Linked DNA regions of Mus musculus: region 2 is linked to region 1. The links are chromatin contacts, called in public promoter capture Hi-C maps. All regions are on one chromosome and are shown on one strand. The core of a region is the stretch at or near the end of the contact, and the rest is flanking DNA. Distances in the headings are between cores, read along the strand shown.

Region 1 (2,793 bases), core at 181-2,680:
TTACTCCATGGCTAACATAGTCATCACCTGGTGCCTGCATCTTCATATTGTCTTCCCCAGGTCCTGTGTGCCTCTGTACTTCTTATAAGAACAGGGCAGACTGAATTAAGACTCACTCTAAAGACTATACTCTAAATTAATTGTCTCATTAGAGCCGCTAGATTATATATGACAAACAAGTTTTGACAAATTTGACCTTTCTTAGAGATTCATAGATGGCTCAGTCACTCACATAAAGATTTAGAAAAGGTGCTTGCATTCAGGTAAAACACTCATACATGGCAACATAGTAACATGATGGAGAAATGAGCTGTATGGTCACAAGAGCTACTCTGGGAAGGAGACTGGTAAGAGCAGTTTAGAGAAGAGATTTTACTATCAGCTTATGGGAGGTGACTTTTCTTAGAAGTGGTCAAACCAGAGCAGTCTTTCTTATGATGCCTGGTTAGTTTAACTAAGCCTATTCAGATTAATTGCGCACTCTCTCTCAACCTCTCTCTCTCTCAATTTAGAGATTTATTTTTCTTTTATGTATATATGTGTTTTGCCTCCAGTAATGTGAGCATACCATTGGTGTAATTCAGGTCTGAAGGGACCAGAAGAGGATGGTGGATTCTCTGGACCTGGAACTAATGGATGATTGTAAGCCACAGTGTAGGTGCTGGGTGGGAATTGAACCTAGGTCCTCTGGTAGAGGACCGAGCCAGTGCTGTAAACTACTGAACCATCTCTCCACTTGCTTGTTTGGTTTTTAAAAGTGATATGTTTGGGGATCTTTTCTCAAAGTTTTAACTTGATTGAATGGACCATATCATTAGTGAATCCATTTTGGTTTGGTGTGTTATAGTCCAGGAACTAAGTAAAATATGATGGTAACTTATACTTTTAATATTCCAAATGAGTCACACTATGAGATTAGTTTGGGACATCAGTATGTGAAATAGGAAAGGGGACAAGGGTTTTCCCATAACTTATGCAGCAATTACTTTCCTCATTACTTCGACAAAACATCTGACACAAATGACTTAGGAGAAGATTTATTCTGGCTCACAGTTCTGGAGAGTTTCAGTCCATTATGTAGGGGAATGTGTTACAAAATGCATTCATGATGGTTGGAGTTTGTGGCCAAGACTCCTCACAGCCTTGAAGAAAGAAAGCAGAACACTTAAGTTAGAACCAGAAGCAAGGATAACCTTTGTGACACCTTTGTGACCCATCTGTACCAGCCAGACCTTGTGCCTCAACATTTCTACAACCTTGCAGAACAGCACTGCCAACTGAGAACTGCCTGTAGGAATGTATCACATTCAAAGCACAACCACACATATGTTTACAAAGCATTATCCAGAAGAAGGTGAGTCTAGGGCATGGCATTCACTCCTGTTAGCCAAGTCAGGAAAGTTTAATCATTAATGTAGCGTTGCTAATGTCAACATTTTGTTCATGTCCAGATAAACACAATGATCTTGTTTTTATATCAAGACATGCCAGCTACACAATGTACTAACCTGACCCTGATGTCTTGAACAACTGTTTATGTATGGCAGAAGGACATTAAATCCTACTAGCAAGTTACAGCCCAGACATCACCTAGAAAGCAAGGGCCTGCTTTACTCTTTCTCACAGTATCATAATGTGTCTGTGGGGGAGGGGGCTGCTGAAATACAACATTGGTTCTACCTTATTATAGTGAAATGATGTGCTTTTGGTGAATCAAATGTAGAAAGCTTTTCTAAATATGCTGTCATGTAATAATGATAAATAAATGTATTACCTCCAAAGGACATGAAATGGATAAACTAAAAAGTAGAACAGAAATTACACTACCAAATTGCACCATAAGATTTTTGTGTTGACTCATTATTAAAGTTCTACTACCCATGATTACTCAACATCATTGAGATATTTGAATATGTGTCACTCAAGTGAAGTACAAACACATGATGCCATGGGCATAGTGGGGAACTTGGCCTTACATTGCAGAGCTGAGTCTGAACATTGATCTTTTTACAACAGTAGGGAGACTTACCTTCTCTGAGTGTCTGTCTCTTTGTGAAGTCACAAAGCCATGGGGGTGGGAAAAAATTGATTTAGGAGCTGGGCATAGTGGTCCAGTCCTTGAATCCCAGCACTTGTGGGGTAGAAGCAGGCAGATTTCTTTGAGTTTGGTGCCAGCCTGGTCTACATAGTGATTTCTAGGCCAGCCAAAGCTTTATAATAAGGCTTTGTCTCAAAAAGCAATGAGTTTAGTATTTTTATATGGCAATTAGTTGAAAGTAATCTCAGTCAGAAGGAAGAAAGACAAGGAGGAAGAGGAGGTGGAAGAGGAAAAGGAAGAAGAGGGGGCTTTGGAGAAGGAGGAGTTATCCTAATGTTTTTCTTTTCCTGTCTATAGTGAATCTACAATAATTCAGCACATCTCTAGACTCTACTGAGTCAGGCTCCTTCACCACTCCTGCTTCCACCCTGATGCAGTTCACCATGTTCTCTTAGTAGAAACATCTGCAAACTCCTTCTTGCAGAAATTGGCTCATTGTTTGTAACTCCATTAAATCAAACAGAAAATGAAAAATTGATAGTTGCCAGCCTTCCCCTCTGCTCCCACACAGCATTCTGTTTTCTAGTCACAGAGTATAGGGGTGGTTATGATATTAAGGTCCTGATCCCCAATCGGTTTTTGATCTATCAGGAAAGATGTCATGGGCCAATTGCTGGATGGAAGAAACAGGCAGACTTCTGAGTCCATGTAGGCAAAGCAGCAAGGAAAGGAGAGGGAGAATTCACCATGCTTCA
Region 2 (2,731 bases), core at 91-2,590, 2.6 Mb after region 1:
AACTACCTTTTAGGCTCCCCAAAGCCGATCTGACATCTAGCTTCTTCTAGATTGTCCAACTTCTGCTTGCCTTCCTAGGAGAGACTAGCTGGGTCCATGCTGAGTGAGGATTAAGTACAGAGTGCACTCTCTGAGATGTAAGCATGATCGCAGTCCCCAAGAGAGGCTTAATTTTAACTGAGCATCATCTAAGTGACAGGCTCAGGTGACAATCAGGTAAGCAAGAAAGAACACTCCGCTCCCCGAGTGGACGCAGACAGGGAACCACACGGTTCCCACACAGCGCAGTATGCCTGTGCCACAGCTGATCTAGGGGCTGAGGGTGCTGGGTCAGCCGCCAGGAAAAGTGTGGGCCTGGCAGGAAGGGAGATCCTGAAAGCAAGGGCAGCTAACATCCATTATGGGAGCACTTCCAGCCCATTAACAACCATTCCTCACCAGATCCACAGCAGCTCTCAGTGCTCCCTGGTGTTCAAGGCATAGCTATGAAGTAGCCTGTCTCAAACTTTTAGTACTCAAGTGTATGTTCATGGTTTCTCTGTCTTTGTTAATTCTTGTCTTTCTTCCTCCCTACTGTTTGAAAAACTTGTGAGGTGCTAGTGATGTGACTCGGTGCTTGCCTAGCATATATGAGGCCTCAGGTTTGATTCCCAGCACTACACACACACACACACACACACACACCAGAACAAGGGCCACTAGAGAGTGGACCTTGAGAGCTACACCCATTTGCTTTCTTGATTTGTTTCTGGTCTGCCACCACCATGTGGCTATCCACAAGCTCCCCACTGTGATGAACTGCGATCTCCTCTGGGACTTCGAGCCAAGATAAACCTCCCCGCTCTGAAGTTGCTACATTCAGGCATTTTGTCCCACAGTTACAAAAGTAAACAATATGTACTATGACCAATCTTATCTCACAAAGGAAGAACAAACAATCCAAAGACAAAATGGTGTCGAGATTCAAAGCCAGCTACATCATGCCCAAAAGTGTCAATGACAGGCTGCAGCTCAAGAGACCTGCTTCAGTGACCACGTTCACTTAAGCGCAGGAAACTCGCAAACCCCCTTGAAATAATCTGAGGCCACGGAGGGTTATAGGACCAAATTTGGAAGGCACACACAAAGATAAGAGAAACAGGAGGTGGAGTGGGCGTGGAGCTCAGGTCTACGTTTCATTCCTTTTCCTTCCCTGTCCTCTGATAACCTCAGAAAGACTATGTTAGTTACCACAGAGAAATGGTGAGAGCCAGAGGCACGGTGGCCTAGATAAGCACCCTCAAGACAGGCTGGCAGAAGTGTGCTGACCATTCTGGGTGGCTCTTAATGAGCAGCACCCAGCTCAGCATCTTCCAGGCTAGAGATAGCCAATGAATATTCACTGGAAGAATTGCTAATGCAGCCAGAGAGAGAGCCGCAAATGCAATACACAGCTCCTGCTGTTTCATTTTCAAAAGTCTAACAAAATCGTGCTAAGTGAGACTCTTTGGTGAAAGGGAATCTTATTTGAAAGGGTGACTAAACATATTTAGTGCGAATATCTGTATGTTTTGGGATTTTTGCTGGGATTTTTTTTCCATAATTAAAGATACATTTGACACAGTAGGTACAAATGTTCCCCCAACCCACCCCTAAAATCTACAGAAGGAATGATTTAGGAAAATTACTGTCAAGGTCATAATAAAATGGTCCCTCCCCAGTCCTATGATAATGGAACATTTGGTGGCAGCATATTAAAGGCCAGTCATTGATATTGCTACTTCTAAGCAATAATGTCTTCTCAGAAAATTCTGAGAACCGATGTATTTTTGTTACAAACACATAATAAATGCAAATTTGACTTTCACACACAATAAATTAAATAATTTGACAAATGGCCTTGGGGTTTATATTCTTTGTGTGGCATGTGGGGTATCAAAGTGTTTGTAGTTTAGCTTGGCATATAATTCACACATAAATACAAGCTGTGCTTTTTTGTCTAATCATCTCGTGTGTTATTTATTTCCCCAGCACCTCTAAGCAGTAAGAACGCCGCTCAGTCCTCTCTGCTTTGCAAGTTCTAAGATGCAGAAAATTCTGAATGTGCTAAACAAGAAGCCACTGCCGGCTAGTGAAGCATAAAGGCTTATGAAAACATGGCACGTACTCAAGTAGACCAGTTTGTTTTTAAATATTTTAATAGTGTTCACTGCTGTTAGGAACTAAATGTGCATTGTATTCAATCTCATTCCGAGGATACACTCTATTATGATCATCCTATCAAAAAGATCAGAATGTAAATACCGTGTAAATTACATTTTATACATGTCCTCCTCTGCACGAAGGCAAACAGAATACTTATATCTTCTCTAAACACGTGAGAATACAAACAGGCAGTGCGTCTAAACCCAAGAAGTATTCACTGCCTTGTCCCATTAAACAAAGATGCCCTCAGGTATCAATTACAAAGACAGTGCCCCTGCTTACACTTTCACAGTTTTAAGCACAACGTTAATATTTATTTCAAAGGGTCTCAAGTTAATCACATATTATACGGTCTAAAAGAATACTATACTATAGAAGTACTCTGCCTGAAAACTCTCTTAAGACGCCACCTAAGCCAAGAGAACTGGTAGCAGAAACTGAATGCCTGACACTGAACTTGTAGTAACCAGGAAAAGTTGGTATCTTCCTAACAACTAAATATAAACTATGTACCTTGATCAGATTCTAAAATAAAACATGCACGGAT

Evidence for each region. Promoter capture Hi-C pulls out the DNA fragments that hold promoters and counts their contacts.
Region 2: a promoter capture Hi-C map of the C10 cell line shows a contact between it and region 1, with 7 times the contacts expected there. The contact joins two enhancer-like sites. A contact is called at or near these places in 2 of 39 promoter capture datasets (the C10 cell line and pre-B cells).

Annotation. Positions count from the first base shown.
Region 1 is chr2:15,145,236-15,148,028 of GRCm38.p6, forward strand. No RefSeq gene overlaps it. Among named protein-coding and RNA genes, the nearest start is that of Arl5b, 91 kb to the left of the region's middle. Within about 2 kb of position 1,431, at least 16 of the 459 cell types and tissues checked have an H3K27ac peak or open chromatin away from gene starts, as enhancers often do.
Region 2 is chr2:17,722,596-17,725,326 of GRCm38.p6, forward strand. It overlaps a transcript of Nebl not described here. Among named protein-coding and RNA genes, the nearest start is that of Mir6419, 160 kb to the left of the region's middle. Within about 2 kb of position 1,341, at least 14 of the 459 cell types and tissues checked have an H3K27ac peak or open chromatin away from gene starts, as enhancers often do.